2 separate regions of the Zea mays genome follow, and region 1 is linked to region 2. A link is a contact called in public Hi-C data. All regions are on one chromosome and are shown on one strand. Each heading gives the region's core, a stretch centred on a gene start, on an enhancer-like site or on the middle of the called end of the contact. The rest is flanking DNA. Distances are from core to core; before and after follow the strand shown.

What was found. A called contact is a pair of places that touch in the nucleus more often than the background predicts.
Region 1: a contact with region 2 is called in a Hi-C map of leaf, with 5 times the contacts expected there. The contact joins the promoter of LOC100279867 here to the promoter of LOC100194105 in region 2. A contact is called at or near these places in 2 of 25 Hi-C or Micro-C datasets (leaf and tassel).

Annotation. Positions count from the first base shown.
Region 1 is chr5:78,463,724-78,469,432 of Zm-B73-REFERENCE-NAM-5.0, reverse strand. LOC100279867 (L-aspartate oxidase chloroplastic) reads right to left here and starts at 3,780. Exons shown (of 8, transcript NR_176417.1): 1 at 3,045-3,780; 2 at 2,608-2,754; 3 at 1,678-2,032; 4 at 1,271-1,513; 5 at 384-451; 6 at 190-270; 7 at 1-36.
Region 2 is chr5:77,963,678-77,969,376 of Zm-B73-REFERENCE-NAM-5.0, reverse strand. LOC100194105 (putative protein kinase superfamily protein) reads right to left here and starts at 2,157. Exons shown (of 1, transcript NM_001139158.2): 1 at 1-2,157. The coding sequence starts at 2,055. The coding sequence ends at 88.

The DNA of each region.
Region 1 (5,709 bases), core at 2,531-5,030, 500 kb before region 2:
ACGATGACACATTGCGATTCCGTCCCCAGTAGCTACCTGAAACACCAAATTTTAAGGAATATGTTCATCTTGCCAATAATTGTACTACTGGAAAAGCATGCAGGCCTAGCAGAATAGATAGCAAAAAGACAATGCCAGATGTTGGCTTAAACATAAGATATTCAAGAGTGCAGTGTCCTCAAAAAATACCGGTGGATTGGTGGTTGTGGGATATATATGGCCAGCTCCTCCTGATGCAAGCAATGTCACTTTCGAGATGAAGCGGACTACCTGGAAGACATAAGAACAGTTTTTTTGAACCAGAGTGGTGCTAAAAGTTTATAACTGAGATGACATATGACATGAGAAAATGAGGCACACATGTGAAAATGAAAAAAAAATACCTTCTGGGTTTCAATGTCTATTGAATCCACTCCATAGCAATAGATTTCACCATTTTTCTGCAACAGAACTGCTCATATTAGTCATCAACTTGTCATGGGTGTAAAGAACACTTTAAGTAGAAACTTTACAAGTGGAGAAGCAAAATAGGCATGTCATATAGCACAGCACATATTTCCACCTATAGAACATAACTGTAATTGGCTTTGTTTCCATCAAACGCACATGTAAAAAGGCCGTAAAGTTCATGTAATTTAAACAAATTAACTGAACAAAGGCATTGAAAGCTGGGAAATAAACAAAAACAAGTACATCATGTCAGATGTGAGTGTAATCTGAGAACAGAAGTGGGGAAATGATCAAATGAAAGAGGCATATTGCAAGCTAAGCATCACTGAGTGCGACATTTTAAGGTTGCGTTTAAGAGGTCACTATCAACAAACATGTTGACCGGAAGCCAATGATAGCAGGCCATTAAGATACGATATCTTGGCCTTGTCGCTTCCTACTCTGTTTCCTGAAAAGTGAACACTTCAGCAACCAGGTTCTAAAACCTTTTTATACTCGAGACTGCAGGGCCATTAATTATGAGCAGGTTCCACTATTTTGGTTGTTTCTACAAAGTTCTGTTAGTTTGTTATTTTTTTAAGTCAGATGATAAAAAAGAAATAATTAATCTAGCGAATCACCAGTTTGCAAACAGCTTTCGCGTAGTCCAAGGGTAGTCCTAGGTATCAATGTTCACAGAAGAAATTAGGAAAACAACATGCACACAACTATATAGCGGAAAGCCTCCAAAAGTAACATAAGAAAAATAGATGCAAGAACATGCCTAATGAAAGTATAATCCACCATAGGTCAACGACTGTCATAAAAAATATATACCAACCTGACATGTCAATAGATCAATAGCAAAGTGATGACCAAACAAAGATATGTTATCATCATTGTGAACTGCTTGAAGCAGTGCTCTTTCAATCTCTCTTCCAGTCATATCGGCAGAATGGACAATTCTGTTGTGAGAATGACCACCTTCCCTTGCAAGGTGCAGCCTACCATCTTCACCATGGTCGAATGAGGCACCCATGGCAATTAGTTCCTTGACACGCTCTGGACCTTCTGTGCAAACTACCTGAAAGACAGCACAAATGTTATTTATCTGCTAACAAATATGAATTAACAACTGTACAAATGCATGAAAGAATTTGTTCACAAGCGACGATCTGTTGTAAAATGCATCTATATAACATTGAGGCAATTGAAAAACCACTGTAAATGGCGGATGCTAACGCTTACCCTGACAATCTCTTCATCGCACAAATAAGCCCCTGCAACAATTGTGTCTTTCATGTGACTTTCTACAGAATCCGAGGGGCATAGAACGGCACTAACACCGCCTTGTGCATAGTTTGTGTTGCTCTCATGAGGCTCTGCCTTGGTGATAATAGCAACAGAGCCGTGCTTTGAAACTTCCAGAGCATACCTTAGGCCAGCAACACCGCTGCCAATAACCACAAAATCAAAGAATTTTGTGGCATCGTCTTGCAGGCAGGAAAGAGTAGAGGCTCTGATGGCGCTGATCCTCTGCCTCACATGATGTTGGGAGACAGTAGCAGATGTTGCGCCCATGAAACGAGGCACGCTACCTAGTCTGTTTAAGCAGAATTAACGCACTGTCACCAGACTAAACAATACAACAGTGGTACCACATGAAGGAGCTGTCACATGAGAGGTGCAAATTGCAATATGTAACTCGATTAACTGAAAACACTTTACATGTTTGGTCCTTATTTTAGCCACTTCTCTGATATTTCAGGTGTAATTTTTGCTTGGTGGGTTTTTTATTCTCAGAACCGAAAATTGCAGATTATACCTACATAACTGGCAACAAACTGAATCTGCAGTTTTAGTATAAAATGTATACAACAACCATCGCCTGAAAAAATGAATTTTAGCAAATCCCTATTTTAGCTGAACTCGGCCAGCTTGGAATTCCTATACAGCTTCTTTTTCGAAAGTAGTAAAAAGTAAATGTGGACAATAACTTTTAAATCAATGTCTGGGAGAACTTTAAGAATGATATATAAAACTTCGAATAAAAAATACAGGCTATTAAAATACACTAAGCAGCTGGGATCCTTTTGGGGAGAAATAAAGTTGTTTGCGATCGGGGAAAAACTAAATATGACACTGAGTCTGAAGAACATCTGACAGCAGCAATTTCACCTGGAGATATCAAGCTGGGCGCATCTTCTGAAAGAGAGAAAAGGCAGTCCCGATGCTTGCATGTGCCCTTTGTCCACATGCATCGCCCCTGCGCAATGGAGGCTCGCAAAGCCGTTCGTCAGGTTCGCCATCGCGGCCTCCCTGGGCCTGAAAAACAACGACACCAGAGCACCGGGATTGATCAAAAACCTCGAATTTCACAGAGCAGAGGCAGAAGAAGCAAGATTAATCCCGAGGAACAAGGGGCAGGAGAAGCAAGAATTCCGAGGAAACAACGAGGCAACGTTGTGGGATCGTTCCTGGGCGACAAGAGGAGGAGATCTAATCATCCCGGCGACAAAATAATAATAAAGAAACTTTTGAGAGATCGGATCAGACAAATTAACTGAGAAGCCACATGGAGGAGTGTAGAAGGGAGAAGAGGACTGAACTCTCACCTGTCTCTGTGCAAGAGACGCTAGCTCCAATGGCAATGAGACGACGAGGAGAGGAAGAAGGTCGGGAATTCCAAAAAAAGCAGCGCTGGAATCACGGCCTTTGGCACTCCGAAAAGCGCGAGCGGGGCGATGGAGCCGCTCGGGCTGGCAGCGGTTTATTGCGGAGGGGCGGCAGCGAGAGAAGCCACGGGGGGAAAAGGGTGTGAGGGAGAGGGACAGGTGGGGAGCCAGCGGCTGCCAGCCAAAGAAAGGCAGCGAGCGTGGGAGTGCCGGGAGAGAGATGGTTTAATGGCGCTTCCGTTTGGCTCAGAAAGGGAAAAAAAAGACTAGGCGAGGAAAATTCCTGGCACCCCAATGCGCCACATCGCCGTCGAAGACCGGTGACGACGCCGCCGCCACCTCGGCTCGCGTAGTCGTGTGAGCGTGGTGCCATGATACCCTTTCTCTTTTCTCGCATGGACCGGAAGGTTCACCGGATCCTGGGCGTCGACGCCGTGGGCCACCGCCCGTGCTCGCTTTTCGCGTTCTGGCTTCTGGGGACGGCGTACCTAGGCGGCGGGGCCCAGCGAATCACGGTGGCCGGGGCGCGGTGGGGCAGCCGCCGTCGTGGGGGGTTGTGCGGCGGATTGCTCACGCTGACTTTTGGCCTACTTATTTTTTTTCTTCATGTCTTTTCGGGTTTACGTGGATCAAATTGAATATATCTTCTCTATCTATACCTCTATTAGGGATGATAATGGGGATTTTCCTGTTGGGTAATGGCTCTTCATCCCATCCCCACGGGGAGAAAAATTCTTTGTCCCCATCCCCGTAAACGCTCACGGGGGAGCTTTTTCTCTCATCCTCATTCCTGTCGGAGAATTTATCTCCGGTAATCCCGCGGAGAATCTATCCCCGCTAGAAGTACAATATTTAAAGATAAATTTAAATTGATTGTATCAAATTAATGTAAATTTAACAAACAATATTGAAAATTACAAGAGACATCTATTTTAGAGTTTAGTTTTTTATTTTATAACATGCTATGCACTGAGTTTTTACTATAATTTTAACAAGTAAATTGACTAACTTGAATAAAATAGTTTTGTAGGGCGGGTAAACGGGGAACGGGGATAGATGATGGTTCCCCGTCCCCGTCCCCGCGAACCCGATGGGATTAAACTTCCCCCGTTTAGATCCTGCGGGGACTAAATTAGTCCCATACTCGTCCCCTAATAGGGGAATTCCCCGCGGGGAATCGGGGATCGGGTCTCCATTGCCATCTCTAACCTCTATAGTCGTTGTCTCTATTGTATTAAAGCAATAGTTTTAATGGTCGTTCTGCGTCATCTTTTTATAAATAATATCTCACATCTATTTTCAAATAAACCATTGTACGACCGTTCCTTCGATGCAACCAACCTCCACGTTACAAACCATATCTACGTATATAGATGGCCAAACAGACGACCCGGTACAACCCCACTAGGCCCGACGCCCACGGGTAGTATCTCCGGCCCACGCACGACATGTCGACATGCTGACCATGCTATGCCAACCCGTTAGCTTGTCGGGCCATTTAGTTAAATCAACGTAAAATATTACAAAATGGTGTATGAGGTGGGGTTCGAACCCATGCCCTAATGGAAGAATGGCGTGAGACACCAGAAGAAGCCGTCTAACTAATAGAAAAATAAAATGGTACAAAGTGATGCTCATGTGTTTTTAATATTAAATATAAATTGTACATATGTATACACGATTTTTTCTGAAAATAAAAAATATAATTGTGCCGAGACAGACCAACACTACGGGCCGAGGCTACGCCCCAAGCATAGCACGACGCTCGTGCCGGACTGGCCCAGACACTATTAAATATAGGGAAGAAAACGAACAGGAATTATATCGTCCCGTCCCGTATTCCCGTTTAGAACCGTCCATTTTCATTTTATCTTAAAAATGTGAAAACGGTACGGAAATCGGGATAGGTATATCCGAGAACGGGACCGAAAACGGTTGGAGGTGTTTCCCGTCCGTATTTACGATATCCCGTATTGTATCGGGAATTTCCTGTTTTATCCCGTTTTACATTTTGCGGATCATGTGCATGTATCAAAGCCCATAAATTCTTAGCTCATTGGCCACTCTAGTTTCCCATAAGGAGTTTCAAGTGCACGAATATACAACATGTGTGTGTGCATCAGCTCTGCCTCTGCTCGACTGGACGACTGCATCTGTGCTTGAGGCCTTGAGACATTGTAGCTCTATCTCGTGTGCAGTCTGCACTCTGTAGTGTGCATGTGCCTCATGCAGCTAGTGAAAGTCGCTTAGAGGGGGTGAATAGGCGAAACCTAAAATTTACAACTTTAAACACACACTACAAGCCGGGGTTAGCGTTAGAATTAAATTCAAGTCTGAAGAGAGGGAAAAACTAATCAAACAATAATCAAGGCGAGTGAACACGATGATTTATTTTACCGAGGTTCAGTTCCAAAGAACCGAGGTCACAAAGACCGGGTCTATTTCAACCATTTCCCTTTCTCAAACGGTCACTTAGACCGAGTGAGCCTTCTTCCTTAATCTCACGGGTCACTAAGATCCCGCACAGACCACCACACACTTAGTGTCTCTTGCTTCGCTTACAAAGCACTTGAGAATAAGAATGGGAAAAGAAAAAAGGCCAATC
Region 2 (5,699 bases), core at 908-3,407:
CGATGGAACAAAATCGAGCAAACAAAAACAAATATGGTACACAGTGAATTATAGTGATATCATCTCACTAATTGTCTAAGTAAATTGTCATGTGTCATTTGGAGACACCAGAGCAGCATCCTCATTTGCATGAATAAAAGATCGGAAACCAGAGGGGCTAAACAGCTGACCTGATCCACTGCTGCTGGCTGACCTCTCAATCTCGGCCAGGTTTGCAACAACAGGGATTGGCCTCTCGGGAATAATCAAAGGACTTGGTACTGAATCAGCCTCAAGTATCTTCAGCGCCTGCTCCATTGTCGGCCTTGCATGCAACTGGGGATGTGTGCAGAGTGCACCAACAAGCACGTACTTCTCCATCACCTTAGTTGGACCAGGATCAACCATTCCCTCTTGGATCACCTCCACTGTCCTCCCCCTTCGCACCAAAGACCAAGCCCAATCAGTGAGCACAAAGCTCTGTCCCTCGCTGAGAGAAATGAATGCCTTCTTTCCACTCAGAAGCTCAAGAAGCACAACACCAAAGCTATACACATCGCTCTTCTCAGTCAATTGGCCGTAGAGTGCATACTCTGGGGCAACATAACCTAGTGTTCCGGCAACCCTTGTGCTCACATGCGTCATCCCTTCAGGTGCAAACTTGGCCAGTCCAAAATCAGCCACCTTGGCCTCAAATTCATCATCAAGCAAGATGTTGCTCGCTTTGATATCCCTGTGAATAATGGCTGGCTGTGCACCGCGATGCAGGTAGGCCAGCCCTCTTGCCATGCCAATGGCAATCCTCTGCCGCACCGGCCACGCTAACTGGCATTCTCCGGCAGCAAACAGATGGTCATACAAGCTGCCATTATGCATCAGGTCGCAAACGATCATCCGCTGGTGGCCTTCTCTCTGTGTGGTGGCAATGCAGTACCCACGCAGCGCAACCAAGTTGACATGGCGCACGCTGGCCACCACTTCCACCTCATGGGCAAAGGCGGCGTCCCCAGCCGCGGAGCAGTTCTTGAACCGCTTCACCGCCACCTCAGCACCGTCGCGCAGCACCCCCTTGTAGACATTCCCAAAGCCACCCTGGCCAATAATACTCTTCCTGGCGAATCCGTCGGTGGCAGCCTTGATATCGTCGTAGGTGAACTTGACGAGCGTGGTGCTGGCGCTGATGGACTCCATGGCCTGAGAGCGCTTGCTCCTGCTGTCCGCAGCCAGGGCGGCAGCGGCATCTCGCGCCTGCCTTCGCCTCACGACGAAGCAGCATCCCAAGGCTGCGGCGAGGAGCAGCACTGCCGCGAGGGAGCCGAATGCGACGCCGTAGACCCAGGGGGCGGCACCGGAGCTGTGGGACTGAGGCGGGTTCGCCTTGAGTAGAAAGAGGCAGTAGGCAGTGGCCGGGTCGGCGGGCCCGTGCGGGCTAGCCTCGGCGCCAGCGTAGATGGAGGGGTACTGCACGCACCCGGTGACGTTGTTACTCCTGGCGCTCGGGGATCCAGCCAGGAGATAGGCCGCGGCGGCCTTGCTGAGCGCGGTGGAGCAGGCGGTGCAGTCAGGGACGGCGGAGAGGTCGCGGTCGCAGCTGGCGTCGATGTCCCCGCGCGAGCTGGGCGGGACGAGCGCGTCGAAGTCGGCGACCGTGGAGACGTTGCCGCAGCCCGGGGAGGCGAGGGCGGCGTCGAGGCCCGAGAGGCCGCAGGCCGACGCGGGGAGCGGGTAGGGGAGCGCGGCGCGGAGCGGGGACAGGCAGGAGGAGGCGTCGGGTGGGAGCACGAAGGACGATGTGGCCGCGAGGTGGAGCGAGAGGAGAAAGGCGACGGACTGCGTGGCGACCGCGCAGCGGGAGGCGTCGTCCGACGGCAGCGGCGGCGCGAGGAAGGGGAGCAGCGCCGTGAAGTTGAGAGCGCATTGCAGCGCCGGAGAGGGGGCGGCCGGTTGGGACGCGTGTGGGATGGGGCGGAGGAGGAGGAAGAAGGGAAGGAGGAGACGGAGGCGGCACATGGGAGGCGGAAGGGGATGGAGATGAGGCCGCGAGATGGGGCGGAGGAGGAGACGGAGGCGGCACATGGAGAAGATCAGAAGAGTGGGTGGGGGTGGGGGTGGGGTGGGGGCGGTTGGTGTTGACTGCTGTTTGGCGGCCGTGGCCAGGGAAGAAGAAGGATGGTGGATAAGCTGCGCCCGTCACGTTACTGTACTAATGGTCCGAGCATTTTCAAACATCTGTCTATTGTCGCGAAATTGTACCGCTAAAACCCGGTCCGACGTTGTAAATTCTGCTAACATAGATAATCTCTTTGTCCGCGGCTCTGTTGACTGTTGTAGGGAGCTGGGCTTGTTTGTTCGCTGCTTACCATATATCGTCTGAATTTTTCTAAGGTTGGTTTTGTTTGGTTCGTAATTTATCATAATTTTTCTAACTTTTTTTCTATGATTAGTTCTTCAATTTATTTGACTATATTAAACTTGTTGATCTTATATTTAACTTATTAATATTTGCATTCTTACCTAGGTGTCGGCGTTTCGGACCTGGGGACCCTCCACCGAGCCGACCAGTGAATTTTATCGCTGCATGCCCCTGCCCAGATGAGTTGGCGCAAGACGAAACACAAGGGGGGAATGCGGCTTGTATTATCTCGCACCGGGGGTGCTCGTAGTAGGGGTTACAAGCGTCACGAGAGGGAGAGAGAGCCTGTTCGTTTGCTCGTCCCCGCGCGACCCCCCGCAGGAAGGCCCTGGACCACCCTTTTATAGATGCAAGGAGAGAGTCCAGATGTACAATGGGAGTGTAGCTATGCGCTAACGTGTCTGGCAGAGAAGTGCCTGAGCCCTGTGTACATGCCAACGTGGCTGTTGGAGGAGTGCTTGAGCCCTGTGTGCACGATAACGTGGTCGTCGGAGAAGTGCCTGAGCCATGTAGAAGCACAGCTGGCGGTGCGGCTGGAATCCTGCTGACGTCTCCTTGTTTCCGTAGGGGGCAGAGAACCACCGACGTCATGGACGCACGCGGGGAACCATCATTACCTGTTACCGGGGTGAGCCAGATGGGACGCCGGTTTTGTTCCCTCGTAGCCTGAGCTAGCTAGGAGTAGGGTAATGATGTATCCCCTGTGGCGCGGTCGGTCCGAGCCCAAGGTCGGGCGAGGCGGAGACTTCTCCTGAGGCCGAGGTCGGGGTCGGGCGAGGACGCGATTCCTCCCGAGGCCGAGGCTGAGGCCGAGTCCTGGGGTCGGGCGAGGCGGAGACCTCCTCCCAAGGCCGAGGCCTAAGGTCGGGCGAGGCGGAGCTTTCTGTTGCGCCCGAGGCTGAACTCGGCTGTTGTCAGTCTTACCCCGGTGGGTGGCGCAACAGTCGGAGCGGGGCAAGCAGCGCTGTTTTCTTGTCAGGTCGGTCAGTGAAAGGGCGAAGTGACTGCGGTCACTTCGACCTTGCCGACTGCGGCGCGCGTGTCAGGATAAGGTGTCAGGCGATCTTTGCATTGAATGCGCCTGCGATACGGTCTAGTAAGGCGATTTGGCCAAGGTTGCTTCTCAACGAAGCCTGCCCGAGCTAGGCTTCGGGCGAGTCGAGGGTGCGCCCACCGCCTGAGGAGGCCCTCGGGCGAGGCGTGAATTCGTCCGAGACTACTATTCCCGCCCGAGGCCGGGCTCGGACGAGGCGAGATTGCGTCCCTTGGTAGACGAGGCCTTGACCTGAACCGTGCCCATCAGTCTTTGCGGTGAGTGCTGAGGGTGGTTACCAGCCGTGTTTAGGAGTGTTGGGGGTACCCCTAATTACGGTACCCGACAGTAGCCCCCGAGCCTCGAAGGGAGTGTTGGTACTCGCTTGGAGGCTTTGCCGCATTTTTTGTGAGGGGACCGGCCTTTCTCGGTTATATTTTGTTCCGGTGGGTACGCGCGAGCGCACCCGCCGGGTGTAGCCCCCGAGGCCTCGGAGGAGTGGTTTGACTCCTCTGAGGTCTTAATGCTTTTTGTGATGCCTCGGCCGGCCTGGTTGTTCCCTCATGCGGCCTGGTCGTAGCCCGGGTGCATGGTCAGGTTCCGAGTTTTTAGGCTGGTTTGTTGACGCTGTCAACAGTTTGGCCATAGCCGGGTTGCGAGAGCAGCCCCCGAGCCTCTGCACGGAGCGAGAGAATGATCAAGGACTGTCTCGACTTTTATTATACGCCCCTTCGTCGCCTTTCCGCAAGGAGGAAGGGGGGAAAGCGCCATGTTGCCCTTGGAGGGCGCCGAACATGGTGTTTCCAGTGAGTTGCTAACGGGTGATCCGAGTGGACGCCCGTGCCCCGTTTGTTAAGGGTCGGCTAGTGGCACGGAGGCGTGCTCCAAAAGTACCTGCGGGTGATTTGCTGGACCCGGACCCTTTCGACAGGGTCTGAGGGCTCGATGCCTCCCTCCGGTGGGATTCCATTACAAATCGTTCCCGCTGATCTCAGAAATGTCCTAGGGTACCTCGGGAGCATAGCCCGAGCCTCGGCCATGTAACAGACGTACCCAGGGTCATCCCTCACTCTGCGTGCTCTGGGGCGGCTGTCGAACCCTTCCGAGGGGCTAGCCTTCAAACCCCTGATCAGTAAAGGGCGCGAAGCCCGAGTGCTCTGGGGCGGCTGTCGAACCCTTCCGGGGGGCCAGCCTTTGAACCCCTGATCAGTAATGGGCGCGGAGCCCGAGTGCTCTGGGGCGGCTGTCGAACCCTTCCGAGGGGCCAGCCTTCGAACCCCTGATCAGTAGGAGGGCTCGGGGCCCGCTTCCTTCGCTGAGAAGGATCCTTTTCGAAATATCCTCTTTCCTGATCCATGTGGCAAGAGAGAGAGAGAGAAAAAGGAAAAGGATATGAATTTAAATAAGGTGGCGCACCTTTTTTGACGCGGTCATCATGGCGGAGGTGAAACGACGCCCGCTTCGCCTGCCAGAGGTGTCGCTCGCCCTGCCAGGGAGTTAATGCGACGGGACGGGTGATTCGCGGGGCGGCCGTTGCGCGTGCGCGAGTCGTTCGAGGAACAGGCGTTTCACCTTCGAGTTTGAATTTCGCGGCGAGTTCGGGCGATGTTTTGAATGGATCTCGCCTGGGCTTTTATATACCCGGAAGAGGGGCCGGCGGTGGTTCTCTACTCTGCCATTTGCGCTTGCCTTCTGCTTTGGTTTCCGCAACCTAAGAGAATAGCCAGAGAAAAGAAAACCGCGCACCTTATCCCCCCCCGCCTCCACCTCCTTCGTTCAGCGATGGCTGACAAGGTGACCGTCGTTCCGCCGCGTGACCCGTGGCCTTTCTCCACCGTTGCTGTGGAGGATCTGGAGGCCCTTGTTGCCGATGGTTTGCTCCGTCCCCTCTCCGATGGGCCGCAGCCAGAGTGGATGGCCCCCGCGAGCGAGGCCGACCCGACTCCGCCGCCGGGGTATGTGGTTAGTTTCATCCCCTTCCACGAGCGGGGGTTTGGAGTGCCAGCGAGCCGTTTCATGCGGGCGCTCCTGCACTACTACGAGGTGGAGCTGCACAACTTCAACCCCAACTCCATTGCGCAAGCGGCCATCTTTGCGGCGGTTGCGAGGGTTTCTTGGGGATTGACCCCCACTGGGATCTGTGGACCCATCTCTTCTCCACGGAGCTCTTTGCCTCGACGACGGAGGCAAAGAAGGTCCGTATGGCGGTGCGGGCCGGTGGCTGCACCCTCCAGCTGAGGCCGGGGCGCATGCAGCAGTACATCCCCGCCACCC